3 separate regions of the Arachis hypogaea genome follow, and all the other regions are linked to region 1. The links are chromatin contacts, called in public Hi-C maps. All regions are on one chromosome and are shown on one strand. Each heading gives the region's core, a stretch centred on a gene start, on an enhancer-like site or on the middle of the called end of the contact. The rest is flanking DNA. Distances are from core to core; before and after follow the strand shown.

Evidence for each region. Hi-C and Micro-C count contacts between places; a contact is called where the count stands out from the background.
Region 2: a Hi-C map of leaf shows a contact between it and region 1, with 6 times the contacts expected there. The contact joins the promoter of LOC112743763 here to the enhancer-like site in region 1. A contact is called at or near these places in 2 of 8 Hi-C or Micro-C datasets (both in leaf).
Region 3: a contact with region 1 is called in a Hi-C map of leaf, with 4 times the contacts expected there. The contact joins the promoter of LOC112743769 here to the enhancer-like site in region 1. A contact is called at or near these places in 2 of 8 Hi-C or Micro-C datasets (both in leaf).

What each region holds. Positions count from the first base shown.
Region 1 is chr14:115,854,116-115,858,532 of arahy.Tifrunner.gnm2.J5K5, reverse strand. No RefSeq gene overlaps it. Among protein-coding and RNA genes, the nearest start is that of LOC112740537, 7.5 kb to the left of the region's middle. Within about 2 kb of position 1,567, at least 3 of the 3 cell types and tissues checked have open chromatin away from gene starts, as enhancers often do.
Region 2 is chr14:115,782,196-115,787,263 of arahy.Tifrunner.gnm2.J5K5, reverse strand. LOC112743763 reads left to right here and starts at 1,268. Exons shown (of 24, transcript XM_025793097.3): 1 at 1,268-1,989; 2 at 2,744-2,815; 3 at 3,419-3,462; 4 at 3,796-3,907; 5 at 3,994-4,065; 6 at 4,190-4,252; 7 at 4,497-4,574; 8 at 4,666-4,758; 9 at 4,945-5,064. The coding sequence starts at 1,639.
Region 3 is chr14:115,976,842-115,981,702 of arahy.Tifrunner.gnm2.J5K5, reverse strand. It overlaps LOC112743769 (pentatricopeptide repeat-containing protein At2g38420, mitochondrial), which reads left to right and starts at 3,006. Exons shown (of 2, transcript XM_025793102.3): 1 at 3,006-3,527. LOC140178684 (zinc finger BED domain-containing protein RICESLEEPER 2-like) reads left to right here. Exons shown (of 7, transcript XM_072215906.1): 3 at 267-410; 4 at 495-1,233; 5 at 1,334-1,340; 6 at 3,348-3,527.

The DNA of each region.
Region 1 (4,417 bases), core at 318-2,817:
TTTCCAGTAATGATAACTATGACTACTATATATAGTCCATAATTTTACTGGATAAACAATTAGAGTACGAGACAACTTAAGTCAACTTTTTAAATTTTAAAAAATGCACGCCGCTGCCGCGTTCTCCCCCTGAAAAGAAACACCTCGAACCTAGAAAAGAAACATCCAGTAACCCAAAAAAATCATCTATTTACTCAGAAAGAAACATCTGAAATTCTACAAAAGAAATATCCATTTAATTGAAAAGAAATATCTGAAAAAATAGTTAAAAAAAATAAAAGACACGCATCCCTCCAAAAAGAAACATCCTAAAATCTAGGAAAGAAACATATAGTAATCCACATAAAAAAACCATAATCGTGAGCGCGGTGAATCGCGAGGGGGAGAGCACTGCGAATCGCAATGGAAGGCGTTGCGATAAGGAAGGACGTTGCGGTGGTCCTGAGCACGACGAATCACGAGGGGGAGGCCATTGCGGTGATTGGCGGCATTGCAAAGCGTGAGAGAGGGCGCTGTGGTGGTCCTAAGCACGACGAATCGCGAGAGAGGATGCTGCAGTAATGGGTGGTGCTGTAAATCACGATAGAGGATATTGTGGTGGGAGAGGAAGACAACAGTGCGAACAACGTGAGTAAGAGTGATAGAGGAAGAAGAAGGTGTGCAGTTATTTTTTCAATTTTATGGTTTAAGTTTAAGAGAAATTTTTCGTATTATTGGATTTTTTATTACGGTTCACATTGTAATTGACTGGTACCCTAGTTAGTTGATTTTAAAAATGTTTGTTTAGTTTATGATGTTAATTACGAACCAAACTATTGGATTTTGATGATGAAAGAATATTTCTGTAATTCTGTGTTCTGGTAAGTGTTAACCCAATTAACCTCATGTGATAAAGATGCGACAGTGGTTGGTGGGTGGTGACATCGAAAACTGCGTAGAGACGGTGGGTTTGTGAAGAAAGAAATTTGACTGTTTGTAAATGAATGGAAAGGGATTAGATATTTTATAAATTGTTTTTATTGTGTATTATAAATGTGATTAGGATAAATGTAAAAAGAATCTTTTTTAAATTTTAAATTTTAACTTTTAAATTTTTATTTATTTATAAAATTTAAATTATAATAAAGTTGGCTTATGTTAACTTGAAAGGGAGTTATTTTCCTGTACTTTTCCTTATTAATTACTTTTTTTTATTAAAACGGAGCTATTTATTAATTACTCTATATGTTACAGATTCGGCTAAATTTTTTTATTGTAAAAAAAAGCCCGATTCAGCTTTAATACTGGGCTTATTATTGGGCTTTCCTATATTATTCTTGTTTGTATTATTGGTAGACACCATAACTTATGCATGAAAGACCAAAAACATACTAAGCCCTATTTAGAATTAAGACGACAATCAAGCTCCAAAAGAAAAATTGAAACGACAATCCTCACAGTATATAAACAAAATAATCTGTAATCGTTAATTTGAGTCGCCAAAAAAAATATTAGGCCATTACTCTGGTGATGAAGAATATATTCTTCATCAGCTGATGAAATTACGTAGAAGGCACTATTAAGTCGCGTGTCCCTTATTTCCTGAAAGAAGAGACAGCTTCTGAGGTGCTGCAGGAGATTGTATCATGTCATGTCTCTTTTCTGTGGGATTAGATAAGTTAATGACATTTTTTTTAAGTTAAAGACATTGTTATTATTTTAGTTAATCCGTTGAGTCTTTTTGGTTGATTGGCCACTTTTTTTTGTTGTGATTGGGCATTATGGCTAATATATGTAAATCACCAAAAAAAATAGGATCTTGGTGTCACAAATTTAAGATTGAAACCCATTATGACAAAAAAAAAAAAAGATGAAACCCACATTCTTTGACCAACTGAAATCATGAAAATAATAACAATGATAATAAAATAAAAGAGCATCCTTACTATGATGGTTTTGAATTAAAAAAATTGAAATAAATAAATTAGTAAAAACAAAAAATATAAATTAAATGATAAAAACTAATTTTAAAGTTTTATAATTCTATCATTTATATATTATTAATTATTTATATTATTTTATTTTTCAACTTGTGTTGGTCTATTATTGTTATTATTCTTCAATATCTATCTATCATTTATGATGTTTTTATTAAAATAAATATTCTAAAAAAATTTAATTAGTTAAATTTTTGGTATAATAAGAATTTGATTGGTATTTAAAAATCATCATTATTATTTTATATTTTTATTAAATATAGAGGAGTGCATAATAATATTTTGTAATTAAAATTAATATTTTAATATAAATTTTTTAATATTATAAATTTATATTTTGCTTTTTCTCAAAAATTTTCATTAAATCTCTTCTTCATCTGCCCTGAAAAAAAAAATATAATTATCTGCAAACAACAAATAAAAAATTGTGGGTGCAATTTTAATGCCAAAAATTTTTCTCTCTCTCTTAGAGCTATATCCAGTAAGACGGTAAAAATCTCAACTACTATGATATCTTTTCTCAGGCCCCTTTGAGGCACAATCTTTCTTGAGAGATTTTCATTAATCTTTATCTTATAAATCACTTTCCTTACACATTCCAACATTAGGTAAGAGCTCAAACTCAAAAGCACTAAGAGTAGCTTCAATAGAATCCCACCTCATCCTATCATAAGCTTTATTCATATTGATTTTGATGGCCAAATCATGCAATCCATCTCTTCTTTTTTTTTTTTTTTATTCAGACTATTGAACATCTCTTGAACAATAATAATGTTGTGAATTAGCCTACCTCTAACAAAAGCACTCTGTATAAGAGATATTATCTTATCCAAAATATTTTTTAATCTCAAAACCATATGACCCTTGAAATGGTTTTATATATGAAATTGTAACACCTTATAAGTCTAAGCTTGTTAAGAGTTTCTGGTTGCCTAACTTTAGAAATTAGAACAATGGTAGTCTCACTTATGTTTTCATCTATACTACCATGAATGAAAAAATTCGTAACAATAAAACATGCATCTTGTCCTATTGTCTCCCAATGCTTTTATTCCTAAACACCGCTTCTTTAATTTCTTGATCAATAGTTTCCTCCTTAAGACCTTCATTCATATCCTGGATAACTCTCTTTGGAATCATCCTAATGCATTCATCCATCCTCAGATTACTTGTTGCCTTAAAAAGCTCCGCAAAATGATTCTCTGCCAACCTCATGGCTTCTTTTTCGCCGCTAATCCATTCTCCCTTATTACTTATTAATCTCTCTGTTGAATATCTTATAAAAAATAGCGCAAAAAAAATAAAAGATAAAGGAGAGAGAGCAACTGGGCTCATCATTAGGATGAGAAGATTCTCCATTTTGTCTTTTAATTATTCTAGAAAAAAAGATGAGACAAGGAGTTGTGGATAGGACATAAACAAGTTGTATGATTAATGGATAAGAATAGTTATAGCATAGGAGTGAACTATTTTAAATAAAAGACAACTACATAAAGAAAGAGAGGAAGGAAGGAAGAAGAGGAGACTCTATAATTTTCTATCTTGTATTTCAAATTTTGTTCTTTCTATTTTTTGTAATTCAATAAAGAAGTCAGTAAGAGGATGAAATTCTACTGAATTCATCTAAAAACTCAACTTCTTGACTAGTATTAAAGGTGTAAAATCAGAATTTCAAATACCAATCTTTACAACTAGTATTAGAGCTCAATTCAGGGAGCTCTGTGGATGGTGTCTACAACACGTGTCACTACTATCATGGAAACCAGAATGGAGGCAATGGAGAGGCAGATTGCAGAACTCAAAGTAGAATTCAAGGCAGAACTAATTGAATCCAACCAGGAAATGATGGGACAAATCCAAGAGATGTTCCGCCATCACATGCTGCCCATACACATAAACTAAAATTGTCCTCCAACCTTAAACCAGGGGCTAATTGAGCATCAAAATCAGAAACAAAATACAGCAAATGAAGGAACCCGAAGTGTACAATAAGTGCATAGAGGAGAATGTGATTTTCACACCCATCGATATGAGCCAAACTGAAAAATTGACGTTCTAAATATTTTCGGTGATGATATGTGCGGGTGGTTAATAAAGATTGAGTGGTATTTTCGTGTCATTTAAGTGGCTACTGCGGAAAAGCTTAATATCGTTGTAATGGCACCAGAAGGAAAAGCCTTAACTTGGTTTGAATGGTGGGAGGAACAAACACCCTTTCATTCATGGATGCGATTTAAACATGACCTCCTAAAGCGATTCCAACAAGGTATGACAGAAAAACAAAATGAAACTGTGGCAGAATACCATCGGGAGTTCGAGATAGCAGCACGAACCCAATGGAATTCGGGAATAGATACATTGATGTGTATCTTCATGAATGGGCTGAAAAAGGAGATACGAGCAGAAATGTCAATGTCTAATTTCAAATGCTTGCAAGAAAT
Region 2 (5,068 bases), core at 19-2,518, 71 kb after region 1:
CGGACTTTGTTATCCAAACTCAAGTTGGTATCCTTAGCTCCCACTTGAGTTTGAGGGGGGATGTTAGAGAATCATTAGCATCAATTTAGACCAATTAGTATCGTCTATATTTATATAGTATATCTGTATATTAATTATAGGATTCTATGCCTTTATTACTCTAATTCATTTAGCACCTATAAATACCCCTTGTATATTGTACCTTTGATCACATTGAATAATACACTTTTCAAATTACTCTCTCAGTCTCTTGTTTCTAACATAAGCTATATTTATATAAGAAAAAATTGAGTTGGTCTAAGATATATGTGTTTACATTATATTTTGGTGCATGGTTCTTGTTTGCCATTTTTTCTGTAACGAATAAAAAATAAGGTTAATAGATAACAACAGCACCAAGTGCACCTCAATTCACCAGAAATACATCAAAGTAAGAGCTATATATACCTCTATTATTTTTTGTTTACATGAAATAATATGAGTTCAAAATAATATTCAACTCAATCAAACATGCATAAAATGACACCAGAAACACAAGAACAGTATTATGTTTCTAGTTACAGCAAAGATAGGACAATAGCACCAATTACACGTGAATTCACCGGAAATACACTGAAATACGAGCCATATAGACCTCTATTACTTTTTGGTTACATGAAATAATATGAGTTCAAAATGATATTCAACTCAATCAAACATGCATAAAATGACACTAGAAGCACAAAAACACATTCAAATCTCTTAAACACATGAAAATATACGTTAAATTATACGCGAAATAGTACGTAAAACAGTTATCACCGATTGAATAGTATGATAATAACAGTAATATGTAGTTCAAAGTAAGAACACATAATGAATCTACTAAATAAATAGAAATATGACTATCTAGTGTTTTGCGATCGAAATGAGAAAGAGAAAAGTGAAAAAAACTGGACGATTAGTGAACAATATTTTGAATAATCTTTCGTCTTTTGTTTTTGTGTTTTTTGATGGAGATTTTGAACTTCTCTTAGAAATTTTCTTGAGTTTTCGCGACGATTTTGACAGTTTTGTTAAAGATTTCGAGCGTTGTTTGAATTTTTAGGGTTAGAATTTTGGTTGAAGAAAAAGTATTTTTTATAATAGTATGCTATTAAACGGTTGGATTGAGTAAACGTATATTTACAGTTTACACACATGTTAATGTGAAGATTGTTTTTATTGGATTTAGACTAACTTGTATGAACTTATAAACCAAAACACATAAAAGTTTTTAAACAAGTTGTAAAGATATGTTATTAGTTAGGTCGTAACTCGTAAGTGCAAGTTAGAATTCAGAAACACTTTTAAACTAAAGAGTGAATTAACCATTCTACCAAACTGGTTAGATTCGCAGCGAGTCAGCAACGATACTGATTATTATAACCGTAAAACATAGACGACAATAAGGTGCCGTCCTGAAACGCCGTTTCAGATTTACTTTAATCTGAACAAGAAGACGGCACTTGCTGACGTCAGCAAAATGTGGTTCCACTTCACTACCAACTTCCAAGTTCCAACTCTCTCTTCTTCTCCCCCGTTCTTGATGTTTATATTATACACAATAACACCATCATTCACTCACATACCACCACCACCACCTTCCTTTCCAATTCCATGATCATGGCCTCTTCTTCTTCATCAATTGCTTCCAACTTCACCCTTCCGAGGAACAACGACGCCCTATTGAAGCAGTGTGGCAGTAGCAGGGCCGTGTTTGGAAGCGTTCGAGTGTTGAGCAACTCAATAAAACAGTTGCTCAAGTTAAATCACAAACCGCCAAGAAGAAGCTGCGTGACTTGTGCTTCTTCCATTCAGCAGCAGCAGGTGGAACCGTCGCTAATTGTTGATGTTGACAAACAGAAGGATGATGGTAGAGTGTTGAAGGTCGGTCTTATTTGCGGCGGTCCTTCTGCTGAGCGTGGGATTTCCCTCAATTCAGCTAGATCAGTTCTCGATCACATACAGGTAGTATCACTTATCTTGCACAAATACCCATATCACTATTGAATATTCACAATTGCTTCGGTACTTTCTGTGAACTGGAGCCAAATTATCACTTATGGAGCACGCATTAAATGTCTTCCAATTGCACAAGTATTTCTCAAGCTTTAAACTCCTACCAGAATAGAAATAATACGACAAGTTAGTTGTCTAAAGTTTAATTCAAATAAAAATATGTAAGGAGTATTTGAATATAATATACATGTATATAAGGTAATTTTATCACAACTTTAACAAGAATTTGTGTATAAAAATTTATGTTACATATAGTAAACAGGTTGCACTCCTATTTTGGAGAAAGTAAAGCATCAAATTTGTGGTGTTTGAAGTTTGTAACTTACTTTGAAGTTATGAACCCTCTCCTGAGGATAGGTACTAGGAAAGTGGAGACGGGTACAGTTTTGATATGTAATTTGCTACTTTTTGTTATTAAATGTTTAAGTATTTCTTATAAGAGGAAGGTATATGGGACAGGGAATTTGGTACATGATATGTAGGTAAATGAGAGAAACAAGGTAAGTATGATATGACTTCTAAGGTCCTTGAAACTGCCAAATTCTATGCTGAGGCCTAGGTTGACTGGGTTGTGCCGAATTCAGGAACCTTGGGAGAGGTTTCAAAGCTTTCCGGAGAAATTTGAAGTCGGTTACCAACTTTGGTGTTCAAATTGGTCCTTAAATTGACAGTTATTTAACATCCATATTGTGTTATGTGACAGGGAGATGATTTACTTGTGAGTTGCTATTATATTGATTGCAATCTCAATGCATTTTCAATATCTACTGCTCAGGTTAGTATAGTATGTGCCAAAATTGTGTAGCATGACCTTCTATTTAACTATAGTTTTTGACCAAGCTGATTGGTATATCTGGTTGACAGGAATTCTGATCTGAATGTTTCTAAATTTATCTTTTGAATGAAACAAGGATGGATAATCTACAGTTCTAACACTACACATGGCAAAATATTAGCTGAATAGTTTTTCCTTACGGCTTCCTTTTCTTCTTAAACATCACTAAAACATGTTTTTCTAAATTAGCAATGTTTATTGTGATATTAGTCCTGGCTAATCTCAGTAGAACTTAATAAATGAATATCCATTTGATGATCACCTTTGGCTAAAGATTTTTCAGTATCTTACATTTGCCAAGTAATCATGTCTTAGTTTTCTTATAGATGCAACAACTTTATTTGCCTGTTACTACTGAGTGATTTTCGGGTGCATGAACGGTTATTGTTCTCGATTTAAAACTCTAAAGCCAGGGCTTTTACTATCATGTCTTCAATTACTTGGTAGCAAAGTGAAATGGAAAACCAAAAAAGAAAAGTAAAGAAAGAAGGTGATGTTTATTCCTTCCAAGTCATTTTTCTTATTTCCATTTTTTTCCCACAGGTATATTCCAACACCCCTGCAGATTTTGATTTTAAACTTGACAGGTCAGTAAACCCTTTCAGATTTGTTAAAATCACAGTAATAGAATTATTGGTAAAATCTGTTTCTTATTTAGGAACAATTAGTTACGCAACTAATTAATAATGTTCGAAGAGTGGTCTATGAATAACAACTTTGTCACCAATTTTATATTCTTTTTTAACATAAAAAGATTGTTCCTGAACTAAAAAGAATTTTGCTAATAACTTCTCCTTCCTTTTTTTATTTTTATCTTTTTGTTTTGTAATTTTTATCTGCTAAGTACCCCTGAAATTATAGCATGGAACAATTTAATTTGTAATAACTTGTGTAAAGTTGGTGGCTTGTTTATTTTGCAGCCTTGCCCAAAGTTTCCAAACTTTGGATGACTTAGCAGAGCATCTAGCTAAAGCTGTGGATATAGTGTTTCCTGTTATACATGGTCAATTTGGTGAAGATGGCACGATCCAGGTGCAATATATATACGAATTTCTTAAAGGCTGTAATGATTTTGTGTATCTATATGAATATTATTTCTAAATGATAATTATTTTCAGGAATTGCTGGACAAGTATAATGTTCCATTTGTTGGCACAGGATCAAATGAATGTCGAGAAGCATTTGACAAGGTACAAGAATTATGTACTCTCTCTCTCTCTCTCTCTCTCTCTCTCTCTCTCTCTCTCTTCTTTGTTGCTCTCACTATCTTTACTCTACCTCTCGCACTTAGTATTTGCTCAAAGTTTCTGCCAGTATAAAGCATCATTGGAGCTCAGAAAGCATGGATTCATAACAGTACCAAGTTTCTTAGTTCAGGTATTGAAAGTTTTGTTTTAACACTTATTTGATTAGGCAATTCAATTGACCAAATATGTCTTGCACGTGTGTATCTTCTAGTTATTATAATCATATCTTGACATGTATTAGTGTCCAATATCCAGTGTTTACTAAGGTGTTTTTCTAGCTTTATGGTTTAGCATGTATAGTTTTCTGATAAAATGGCCAAGATTTTCTTATTTACATATACTGTGAGACTTGATAACATTATGATGACAATTAGGGTCATGAAACAAACCAATCAGAACTATCAGAATGGTTTAAACGGCATCGGCTAGACCCTGACTCTGGGAAAGTTGTGGTAAGGCACTTGATTTAGTCCATTCCTTGGAGATTTGTTGACTGATTTCAGCAGCTAGTTATGCTCATATACATTTACAATTTTGTCTCAGGTAAAACCAACAAGAGGAGGGTCAAGCATCGGTGTTGGAGTTGCATATGGTGTGGCTGATTCTCTCATTAAAGCCAATGAACTTATCTCCGAGGTATGTTAAGTCTATTCAGAACTGGATGAAGAGAAATTTTTTATTAATGTAACAACTTTTGTTGAAGTAGAATGAAAATAGAGAAAATTAAGGAGGGATACAACTTGACTAGAATTATTTCCTGTAAAATTTATACCTATCTCATAGTATATGTTAAGGTTTTGCCATTGATTTTGTCTGTGACAGGGAATTGACAATAAAGTGTTAATAGAAATGTTTCTTGAAGGAGGGAGTGAATTTACTGCAATTGTCCTTGATGTTGGATCAGGTACACATCGGCGTCCTGTTGTACTACTTCCAACTGAGGTAC
Region 3 (4,861 bases), core at 1,757-4,256, 120 kb before region 1:
GACGTTATGATTGAGAATATTTTGACTAAAATGTCAAATAGAAACTTTATCTTGGAGGGTAAATGATTTCACATGCGATGTTCTGCGCATATATTAAATTTGATTGTCAAGGATGGGTTACAACTTATTTCACATGTTATTAAAAGGGTGAGGGATAGTGTTCATTATTAGACTGCAACACCTAAAAGAGAAGAAAAATTTAAGGAAACACGTGCGCAACTTAAAATACCCTACACAAAAAATCTTTGTCTTAATTGTAAAACTAGGTGGAATTCAACATTTTGATGCTTGAAGTTGCAATTATGTATAGAGATGTATTTGAAAGATTGTCATTGTGTGAGAGTCAATATAAATCTTTGCCTAGTGAAAAGGATTGGGATATGCCGGATGAGATTTTTCAAAGATTGAGGGTATTTTTTTATATGACTAAATTATTTTCTGGAACAACTTATCCTACATCAAATCTTTATTTTTCTAAGGTTTGTGTGATTAAGTTGGCTTTGATGGAGTGGAAAAATTGTGGAAATGAGATAATTGAAATGATGGCTACTAGTATGATAACTAAGTTTGAAAAGTATTGGGATGTGATTAATACAGTTATGGCTATTGGGACTCTTTTGGATCCTAGGTACGAGATGTATTTATTGAATTTCTTTTTTCGTAAAATATATGGAGAGATGGAGGCATGTGTTGTAATTGGTCAAGTGAAAAGGGTAGTGCAAGATTTAGTTTTAGAATATGCAACAAAGGGAAGAGAGAGAGACCAAGCTGCTCAATTAGATATGCTGCCACCACCATCAATTCCTTCAAGTTCAAAGGGGAGGAAGTTCAGTCATGAAGATTGGCAAGCTGATTTTGCTGCACATGTAAGTGAGGAATCCACATTTATTAATACAAAGAGTGAGTTAGATTATTATCTTGAAGAGAGACCGGTACCACAAACTGAACATAATTTTGATATCTTAAATTGGTGGAAGTCAAATGGAGCGAAGTTTTCTACTTTGCAAGCTATTGCTAGGGATTTTTTGGCGATTCCTATCTCTACCATTGCCTCTGAATCTTCATTTATTACGGGTGGTCGATTTGTTACGCCACATCGTAGTAGGTTGCATCTGGACACATTAGAGGCTCTAATGTGTAATCAAGATTGGCTTTGGAATGAACTTGGCACCACAACTAACATAGGATTTGAGTGCTACACAATTCATAACATTGAAGGAGATGTTGACGTAAGTAAACTATTAAATTACATATAACACACTATGTTTTTATATTATTGACTCATTGAGTTATTATATGATTTTAACTTTAAATTGTTTTCTTGTCGCTGTAGGATTCAAGTAAGTCGGAATCTATCATCACTACCATTACAGGATGAAAGGAAGATTGAGATGGTGTAATTATGTTTTTATGATGTCATGAATTTTATTTGATTGTTTATGAATATGGTTGGTTGTTTATATAATATTTGGTTGTTTATAGATATGTTTGGATGTTTATGTTTGTTGTTATTGCTATTTAAGTCTTTAAAGACTATGTATATTATTTTTGTAATGACAATTGAGGATTATTTTTGATTTTTTCTAATTTTTTTTAATTTTTATTAATTTTTACAAAAATCCGCAAATATCAGTAGAGACCCAAGGTTCCCGCCGAATACAAGTCCCCGTTACCCGTCATGAGGACGGGACAGGGACGGGGACAGATATTGGGGGCGGGGGGCATGTCCCGCCCCCATGGGACCTGTTGCCATCCCTAAATCGACCCCACTTAGTGGGACAGCTTTATTATTGTTATTGTTGACCTTATGTTGCATAAATAATGGCATCGTCTTAGTTACAATATATTTAATCACTGCATCAAAATCATTTATGTGAATTAGATTCCTTTAATTGGATTTTAAAAAGTTAGATTTTTAAAATAATATTTAAAAAATTTAAAATTACAATTAACTATCTTCTATTCTTCTTCTTCTTTTTCTTTTTCTTCTTTTTTTTTGTTCGGAGAACTAACAATCCGTTTATTTTTTATATATTGGTATAATTTTGGAGTAATACTCAATTATTAGATTTTATGGTGTTTTTTAAAATTGTGGGAGCAGAATAGTACGTCCCTTTGTATTGACAATACTCTCTCTTGTATTGTATATTAACGTATTGTCCTAGGGATGTCAATGGGGCAGGACGGGGGCGGGGGATGCCTCCCTGCTCCCCATCCCCGCCCTCAGATTTGCTCCCCATCCCCGCCCCATTCCCCGCCGTGGGGAAATATTGCTCCCCATCCCCATTCCCCGCGGGGACCCCATTCCCCATCTACATAATAGTTCTAACTAATTATTAATTTCCATATGAATAGAGCTGCAAGTATCTATCTTATACAAAAACTGTAAGATTTTATATAAAAAATCTAAATGACACGATGATGACTTCTTTCGAAATAACGCAATGGGGAACGCAACGACGAGCCAAAGGACAAAACAGTGGACGAGGTGGGAGACGCGACAACAGAGAGGAGAATGGACACGACGGCAGAGTTACAAAAAAGAACGCCGCAAATAGAAATTACAACACGGTAAGGGTAATGGCACAGTGAGGTGTGACGATGCGGTGAGAAGGGTGACGAGGGGACGGCTGCAGAGAGGTTTGATAGAGTATAGACAACCTTAGGGATCTCTGAATTGAAGAAGGGTTATGCAAATAAAGATTAGGAGTTTTAGGTTTCTATATATATGTCTGTGTGAGAAATGACTAAAAAATATATATGAGAAATAAACTATTAAAGATAATTCAGGGAATTCATAAATTTCGGGGAATAGCGGAGACGGGGCGGGGATCCTCGCTCGGTTCCCCGCGCTTGCTTCGGGAAAATTTTGTCCCCCATTCCCATCCCCGCGGAAAAAATTCTCCACAATCGGATCCCCATTCGGGGCAGTCCCCGCAAGGATCCCCGCGTCTCGGAAAATTTTGCCATCCCTATATTGTCCTGCTCCCACAATTTTTAAAAATACCATAAAATTTAATAATTGAGTATTATACCAAAATTTTTTCAATATACAACAAAATTAGCCCTAACAATCTTCTTCTACACAGACCCAGAACGGCAGAAATTCCAATCCCCGAAAATAGTGGTATCAAACTGTCAATTGAGTCCAAGATTCTATGATTGGTTCTAAATCCTTCAACTTAATTTTAGCCCACAGTCCTAAAACTACAAAAACACATTTTACAAGGCATGATTCTAATAAGCCCCCCAAAAAACAGAGATAGGGCTGGTCCCAAAAGCCCTAAAAAAATTTGGAAGTTGCTGCGCTGTGCATCGTCTTCGACTCTTCGTCTGATTCGTTGAAGACTAGAAGTCGCTGTGCATCCTTTCACTCTCGTCGGAGTTGCTGTGCCTGTGCATTGGAGTTGTTGTGCATTCTCGATTTGTCGCCAACTCGCCATTTCTGCCGGAGAAGACATAATCAGTGGACGACGCGGTGGTGGTGCTGATTCTGATTCTGGAGACACAGATTACCAGTCTCTGAGGTCAGTCACTTCCACTCACCTTCAATTTTCTCCATTGCTCACTTCACGATTCGAGTCTGCTTCGTTACTTGCTTTGCCTCTCTTCTGTTTCTTGCATTCACGAATTTTTACTTTTTTAATAGTAATGGTGTTTGCTTTGTTTCTATGTATTTTTTCTGTTTTATAGATACACTTTACAATCCCTCTCGTGGTTTGGTTTATAATTCATGTTTAGTTTTATTGCTTAATCCCCAATTCCCCATGATGGTTTGTGTTGAATGTAGATGACTCCTTTTGTGTTGAATGTTGAATGGAAGGATCGAGATTGAAACTTTACTCCAAAGTTTGGTTCTTTTCAGTGATAAAAATTGTGGGTCTTATTCATCTCTTGAAGATTCCTCTTATCAGATAATAATTCTTTTCATGCTTGTTGTAGTTTGAACTGGTAATCTAGTATAATGTAATGTATCCTTTCTAGTTCTAGTTATTAACAAATCAAGAACCTTGTAGAATTTTAATACATATTATTGGAAGTTTTTATGCTTTATTTTTATTGCTTAATCCCCAGTTCCCGATTATGGTTTGTGTTGAATGTAGATGACCTCTTTTGCGTTTGTTTGTTTGTTTATTTTTGTTTCTTTATTATGAAAGTAGCAGCAGTTCAAAATATTTATAAATGGTGTTTTGATGAGATTATCTAAATATGATTAGGAAATTTATAAACATGAATGATGAGATTGTTTCTAAGACTCTTGTTCAACTTTCAAGTGTTGATTCTGGCAAAAATTCTAATGTTTGGAGGTTTTTTAAGAAGATTGGAAAAGATAGAGATGGTATTGAAAGGGATGCATGATGCATGCAACTTTTGTAATCATGAATACGAAATTGGGAGGAACCCGAAAACCAAGAATAGTTACGGGACTTCTCATTTGAATCGTCATATAGTTTCTTGTAATCCATATCTCTCGGTATTAGATTTGATGATGACATTGGTGAAATTCATGAAGAAGTGTCAATGGAATTGATGCATCCCCCTCTACATTCATGATTTTAGATGATGAATTTTTGTGAACTTTATTTTGATTTTCTACTAGAGACATTATTGATGGTGGATACTAAGGAGAAGGGTGATGAGATAGTGAATGTCATGTTTAATTTATTGGAGTGAATGTCATGTTTAATTTCTTATTAGGTGGCCCACGGAACGTTTGTTTTCTTTCGATTCCGGTTCTGGGGCTCTCAGCTAATTCCTTGTATATGGGTTAGTTCATTACTTCATTTCTCATTTTGATTCTGTTTTTTCCTTTTTGGTTTTCGATTTCTCCACTGTCTGCGCAAACAGAAAGAAGAAGAAG